Regions from separate parts of the Mus musculus genome. Here region 2 is linked to region 1. The links are chromatin contacts, called in public Hi-C maps. All regions are on one chromosome and are shown on one strand. The core of a region is the stretch at or near the end of the contact, and the rest is flanking DNA. Distances in the headings are between cores, read along the strand shown.

Region 1 (3,787 bases), core at 578-3,077:
AGGGGTAGGTACACTGGAGAGACTCCTGGGAGATCCTAGTTGGGAAAGGAAGAGCCCAGGTCAGGCAAGGGGAACTGGAGAGCCACCCAGCAGTCACCCAGCTACAGGAATAGCCAAGCCTTTTTTCCCCCAAAGAAGCTGCTGTCTTACAGTTCTGAGTCTTGATATGACCTTGGAACCAGGCTGCCTCTGTTCAAATACTCCCCAAGACTTTAGGCTATCCCCCAAATCCTCAGTTCCACATCTGCAAAGGGCAAACGGTAAAAACCACCAGCTCGCACGAACCAGTTCTTTCTGTGAGACAAATTACTTCCCAAATCGGAGATCTTAAGCCAGTAATAAGTATTTGTTGCCTCCATTTCTGAGAGCCAAGTGCTTGGGCCTAGCTGGAAACGGAGACGTCTTACAAGGTTTTATTCAGTCCAATGTTGATTATCTGAAGGCTCCTTAGATTGGTCCTATCCCCAGATGAGGTGGAGATAGATCAGCCACCCCAGGACTTCGCTGACAGGAGTCATCATGGCTGTCCAATGGCAGCCGAATCTGTCCTCCTGGCCAGCCATCTTGGTATTGTTGACGGGCAAATTCAGTTTTTTTCCCGTGAACTCCTTTCACAGTGGTCCTAAGTAGCCACAGAGTGGTCCCTGCCCTCGGAGGTGAGCTTGAGGACAAGTGAGAGACTTTGTTTTCCCCAACTACAGATTTTTAATTTCAGTATTTCTATTGCAACCTAGGTATGGTTTACTCATAGCTAATGCTTGTCATGCCAGCACTGTATGCGGAGGATAGACACTGAGACAGGAGGATAATACATTCAAGCCCAGCCAGGGAGGAACAGTGAAGTCTTACAAAACAAATAGCCTGAAGAGATAGCTTAGTGGGTAAGAATAGCTGCTATGTAAACACGAAGATCTGAGTTCAAATCCCAGGTACCCATGTAAAATTCAGGTGCAGTTGCCTGTACCTGTAACCTCAGCACTGTGGGGCACAGACAGGAGGACTGCTGGGGCTGATGCCAGCTTGCAACCTGGTTCAGAGAGACTCTGAAAGGAATTGGGTGGAGCATGACAGAGACACCTGCACACACATGTCTCATAGACCATGTATGCCTCCAATGCACCCACGCTTGTTCAAAGGCCCAGTTCCCTTAACCTGTATGGTTAATAATTTTATCTCTGTAATGATGCACACATTTCATGAAAGGCATAGTTTGCAATAGCTTGCTGTGGCCATGTCTCAGAACAAGCCTTTCCTTTCAGTAGCTCTGCTTATTGTTTTAATTTTAAAAAAGAAGATTTAAAAATTTTTATACAATATAGCTTGATCATATTATATTCTTCTCCTTCCTCCAGCTCCTCCCAGATCCTACCCACCCAACTTAATGCTCTTTCTCAAAACCAAAGCAAAACCAACACCTAACAATCAAACGATAAACAACACCCAATATGACAAAAATGCTAAATTAAACTAAAACTAAACAAAAAGCACTAAAAAAAAAAAAAACCCAAACAAAAACCCCACAGACTTTCTTGTATTTTTATCAACTACTCCTAGGCATTGGGCCTGCCCTATAGTATGGCTTATATACCCAGTGACACTCAGATGTGGATGAGAGATTTCCAGCAGGCCTCAGTTGCAAATCGCTTCTTCGTTCAGGGTGGGGCTTGGCTGTCCACTTCCCTTTCTCAGTGAGCAGCTGTGGTTTATAAGCACCATACTCTCAGACTTTAGTGACCACTGAATGAATTAACATAGGGCAGTGCTTAGGACTGCCAGGCACAGGGTCATTACACCTGAGTGATTGCCATGCATGCTATTCTTGTTACTATGGTTACTGTTTTATTTGCCTTTCTGCCCTGTTCCTCACCAATCCCTCTCCCTAAAGTCACCTCAGCAGTGGAGGCTGCCTCCCCCCTCCCCTGCTGCCCCTTATTGACTTTTTGGGCCTCCTGAGAGTAACAACAACCTCTTTGGATTGGTCCTAACCCTTTATATCCCGGGCAGGGATGCTGAGTCACACCAGGACTCCGTGACAAGGGTCAGGCAGAGCTATCCAGTGAGGGCCCATCTTAGTCCTCATGGTTGTTAAAGGTTTGGTCCTTGCTCTCATTTCTTCTCCTCCTCCTCAGTAAGATGGCCACAACAATGAATCTGGAGAAATACCCAGGTGGGTGAAGTCAGCCTGGTGGGACACACACACAGGTGTGACTCGGAATGGAACTGAGATTTTGAGAGCTTGAACAAAACCCATCGGCGAGAAGGCCGAGCCACCTCTATCCAGGGTATGAACTGTACCTTGCAGAAAACAGCAACCTAGGATTATGCTTGTACAGGTGTAAGCCCTGCCTGCCAACCCGGAGCCTTGGCTGTGTCAACGCTGAAGCAGCAGCGCCTCCTCCCAACGGGTCTTCTCAGAGCAGGCTCTGTATCTAACTTATGGAAAGGGGCTGGTATGCTAGCTGCCCCTGGAGCTTGCTTAGAGCAGCCACTGTGCCCCTGCCCTGGCCTCTCACCTGTGAATAATTCAGAAAGAGGTAGCTCATCACTTTGAGTTGAGCCTTTTCATGTTTCAGTTTCTACCTGGATATCTTTCCTTCCTAGTGCTGCCACCCTTTGGGACAGTTCCTCAGGTTGTGGCGACCCACAATCATAAAATTATCTCCTTGCTACTCCTTAACTGTAATTTTATTACTGTTATGAGTCAGATATGCGGGATATCTGATATGTGACAAGCCCCAAAGGGGTTGCAGCCCACGGGTGGAGAGCCACTGCTTTGGTGTTAGGTATAAACGCACAGGCCTGAGGCACACAGGAGCATCACTGTGTGTGCTTTTCTTCACCTGGGAGCTTCCATCTCTGCAGTGTGCCCATCTTTCTCCTTGCAAAGTCAGGATCTATCATGGAGCAGAAGGTAGAGTGGCCTGCCCTCTGAAAAATTTTCTCTTTCTCTTCTGCCTCTGATACTCCTTCTTCTTAGGATAGGATCCCAGGCCCTGGTCTTGCACTCCAAGGTATATTCCTCCTGCCTCCTCCATTAGGGGAGTTTACTTCTGTTTTTGTGTTTTGAGACTGGGTCTCATAAACAGCCCAGGCTGGCCTTGACCTCACTAAGTCATCTTGTATGACCCTTATCTTCTGACCCTTGTGCCTCCACCTCTCAAAATGCCGAGAACATAGACGTGAGGTACATATCTATATAGGTTTATGTACCCAGGGTGTCCTGCATGCCAGGCTAACTACTCTACCACCTGGGCTACATCCCCAGGTACCACACTCTCCAGTGGTCACTGTGCTTTCTTCAAGGGACCTACGCAATCTTTGATGAACAAGGCTTTGAGACTGGTTTTCCACACAGAGAATAGCACAGGGAGAGGGGTGGAAGTGTAGGCAGGCAGATCAGATGGGGGTGGGGGGGTGGGCGGGGAGAGAGAGAGAGAGGGAGAGTGAGAGAGAGAAAGAGAGAGAAAGAGAGAGAGAGAAAGAGAGAGAAAGCAGTAAGCATTTCCACGTAAACTCAATAGAATTTTTGTAAGAAGAGAAATAAAACCATGCTCACAGAAAGTCCCTTCTGTCCCCTCCTCCTGCTTGGTTGAAAATGTGAGATAAAGAGGAACAAAAGTCATCCACAACACTGGACTTCCCTTTGGCTCAGAAACTTACTGTCCATATTTACACTTGGTGGGTCCCTGTCTTGTTTCCATGGTTCCACCTAAGAGTGGGAGAAGCGAAGGGCACGCTAGGAGTAATTAATGGCAATCAGCTGACATTCAGCCCACGGTTTCCTGGG
Region 2 (3,787 bases), core at 382-2,881, 84 kb after region 1:
TGGTCTCAAAACTCTGTAAATTACTATTATCATAACAAAGATCCAACAGTGAGTTAGTTTGTAGAAATTTTCATTTCTGAGGGATTCCTCAGGTTCGCTTCACTGGAAGTGACCTTGCATGGGTCTTTATTGAGCACAGACTAAGTGGTAGACAGTTGGAAGGACAAGTTTACCCAACTGAGAAAACAAAGGCAGATGGTAGGGCTGTGTCCAGGATACACAGCTATCAATACTCGGGCTGGGACCTGGCCCTGGGCTTCTTGCTGAAAGGCAGTGTGGGATAAAAAGCTGAGACCACCCACTGTGTGGACAGGTTTTATTGGTTCAGATACCAGGTTTTCTGAAGATGAATAAGAATATTCATGAAGCACTTAGAAGCTGGTAGGGGGTAAGAAATACTCATTTGGTCTGGAATACTCATTAGTATGGAATTCAGTTTGGTACTCCTTTCTGCAGCATATTCCCCCTGTCTCTCCATCCAGGCCTACAGACTGTTGCCTCTCTCTTTCCAATGGCATAGCATAGTCCCATGCTTTATCACAATAGCCTTCACTTGGCCACACCGTTGTACGTCGGGCCTCTGTCCTGCATAACTAAAATGGTCCACCCAGAATACCATGGCTTTTAATAGCCACTCTGAGTTTTATATATATTCTAGTAATCTAGAAAGTGAAACTGATTCATATATGAAGAGATTATCAATGAGAAGCCCAGAAAAAAAAATCTACTAATTCTTTGTAAAATATTGCAAGAAAATGGTATAAGGACCATGGGAGAGGTTCATTATTTTTTTCCTGGCATACATGAGTATGAGTGTAGGTGGCAGTTTCTGAGAAGTGAGTGGTTTCATGGTTTCTCTAGAATTAGTTGGCCAGCAGTGTCACATGCCTAACCATTGGACATCCCCAGAAATCCTTTACAACAGTGCCTCAACGAATAAAAGTATGTTTTTATTCTATTGTTTTATTTCCACGTGGTCCTGAAAGAGAACACATTATTTATCCTAAAGATGTATATATGGAGTTACTGAGTCTAGTTTTAGATTTTTCAATGACCTTATTCAAAGAAGAATAGAGAAATTTACTTAAATCATGAGATTAAAAATAACAACAACAAAACAAAGAACCAGATGTCAGAGTCTGGAGAGATGGCTCAGCAGTTAAAAGCACTGGCTGCTCTTTCAATTCCCAGCACCTACATGGTAGCTCACAGTTGTCTGTAACTCTAGATCCAGGGCATCCAACACCTTTACACAGACATACGTACACACAAAACACTAATGCGCATAAAAATAAAAATAAAAATAAAGAAATTATTTAAAAAACAGACATCAAAAAAAGTAGAAAGGCAGGCTATTATCTCATTAAGTGTGTTTTGTTTGTTGTTTGTTTGTTTGTTGAACCAAAAGCCAATTGGTGGCTAAATTTATTGTGGATTGTTCATCTTACAGAGTTTAAACATCTTCCAGAATCTAAACAAGCGGCAGTTTGAAACGGTGATCCATTTGTTCGAGGTTGCAATAATAGCAACTGACCTGGCACTCTATTTCAAGTAAGTACGAGACTGGGTGTCAGGATGTCCTTGGGCCCTGTGTCCTGCCTGCCATGAACTGCACTGACGTCAAAAGACATGGAGAGATGGCTCATTACTTAAGAGCATTTGATGTTCTTGCAAAGGGCTAGGGTTGGATACTAGGACCCACGCTGGGTGGCTCACAGTGGCCTGTCCTGTAACTTCAGCTTGAGGGATATGATGTCCCCATCTGGCCTCCGTAGTCATTCACACACATAGATAAAATGTTTTAGAACAGGCTCACAAATCTGTTTTCTTTTTAGAATGCCAGTTTTTCTCAAGATAGTTGACTGACAGTGAACTTACTCTATTTTGGAGATGTAGTTTTGAAAACACGAGCCTCTCCTGTGAAATAACCTATGACCTAAAGGAGCTCAAACAGAAGGAAACAGAGCACACTGCTTAAATAATGTCACAAAACTGCACAGGAGGCTTTGCGTCCTGGTGACTCACAGTGGTTCAGAATCTAGTGTTTAATTGGATTTGTTTAGTGGTAGAATCCGTGCCAGAATCTGGTATATGGTATTTCAGGCTCAGAAATTTGATTGTGAGAGTTTTGGGCTGAACAATCTTGATGATTCTAACACAAAAACTAAATTCACAAAACTTGAGCTTTACACAGCAGAGGGCCAAGGAGACCAGATGTGCCAAGTGTATGCACAGTTTCTTCTCAATAAAATATAAGGTTTCATGGGGGAATATTGATTAGAAAGAGGTGGTATATTTATCGGATCCAGATAAAAGGTGATGTTTTTGCACAGTCAAAAATTACCTTGCGAATCCTCCTTTAAAAATCTAACTATTGAACAGTTCAGCTGTGACAAGTGCTTAGAATAGCATGGTTTCCAGATACCCAGGGCTCACATCCCTGTGATAACCCATCGTGTTATCCCATGTGTAACCCATCGTGTCTCATGTGCTTGGGAGTTTCATTTTTAAGGATAGAAATGAAAGTCATGATGCAGTTGGGCGCTCCATCCCCGTTTCATCATGAAAAGTTCTCTTACCTTCCAAAGAGAGACTCTGATACCAACACGTTTCACCCTTTCTGATCCTGTCCCTCTGCGGTCCTGTTGAGTGTGTGCGATTTTTTTCCCCACATATGACACCAGGGTGTTTGCAAATATATTTCTGCAACTTGCTTTTCCCACATAGCGTTGTGTAAGGATTTGCCTTTGTTGATGAGTCTTCTAGGTGGTTTAAAATATTCCTGTTGAGGCACTACAACTGGATTGATTATAAGGCCTTCACTAATGCGTCAGATTCAAGATATGACCCTGATGCAACCAAACAACGATGCAATTAAGAGCTAATAAAAGGGCTGGCCAGAGGCTCAGTAAATGCCATATAAGCATGAAGTTCTGAGTTTGGATTCCCTAGCATCCATACACAAAGCTGAGTGTGTCAGGAAGCTCTGGTAACTCTAGCATGCAGAGGGGATGGTAGAGAAGGTGGCTGGGTAGTGACCCATCAAGCAAAGACATCTAATGTCCAGCTTGGCTTTTACACACAGAAGTGCACTCACCTGCCTTCCATCCTTACACACACACACACACATAGACAGATGAATAAATAATAATAATAATAATAATAGAGTTTCAAGTCACTTGCTTCAGTTGTACAGTGCTCAACTGTTAGATAATTCCCTTCCACTTCTCCACATATATAAATTCAGATTCTATCTTATTTCCATGATTGCCCATGATGCTACGTTGCAGATCCTTGTGCACTCGATATGTGAGTTCCTATACCTGGGAGTGGGCGTATGCGGTGTGTGCATGTGTGTTGTATATGCTGTATATCCTGTATATGTCAGGCTCCACCACTGACACCCTACCAGCAGTATGCCAAGATTCTCTGAGGGGCACATTTGGATTTCCATTTGCTAACCTATTGAGCATGAGGTGACACCCTCTTGCTTAGATCTGTATTTTCCTAATTGCCAATGAGATCAGCCATCCGTGAATATCGGCTTCTGTGTTTCTGTTGGGCCTGTGTGCTACGCTGGTACAGCTCGCGGCCTCTGTGTCTCTTTTGCTTTTTTCTTGTTTGAACCTTTGGTTTTTACTGTACTCAAATGTTTGTGGGTTCTCCCCCACTCTGTGGTTTGTGCTTTTTCTGCTTCCAGCCCTTTCTATGCCAGGGAGAGTCAGAATTGCCTGCTCTCTATCCTGGCTCTTGGCCCCTGCTCGGCAGACAGCCTGAGACAGAGTGG

What was found. A called contact is a pair of places that touch in the nucleus more often than the background predicts.
Region 2: a contact with region 1 is called in a Hi-C map of the N1E-115 cell line, with 5 times the contacts expected there. A contact is called at or near these places in 6 of 39 promoter capture datasets (the 3T3-L1 cell line, 3T3-L1-derived adipocytes, the HPC-7 cell line and 2 more), 9 of 484 Hi-C or Micro-C datasets (the C2C12 cell line, the N1E-115 cell line, bone marrow-derived dendritic cells and 5 more), 5 of 130 datasets of targeted methods (a beta-TC-6 cell line, differentiating embryonic stem cells, embryonic stem cells and 1 more) and 2 of 9 other capture datasets (adipose tissue and pancreatic islet).

Annotation. Positions count from the first base shown.
Region 1 is chr19:38,089,879-38,093,665 of GRCm38.p6, forward strand. No RefSeq gene overlaps it. Among named protein-coding and RNA genes, the nearest start is that of Ffar4, 5.3 kb to the right of the region's middle.
Region 2 is chr19:38,174,185-38,177,971 of GRCm38.p6, forward strand. Pde6c (phosphodiesterase 6C, cGMP specific, cone, alpha prime) reads left to right here. Exons shown (of 22, transcript NM_033614.2): 16 at 1,451-1,551. Among named protein-coding and RNA genes, the nearest start is that of Gm52398, 12 kb to the left of the region's middle.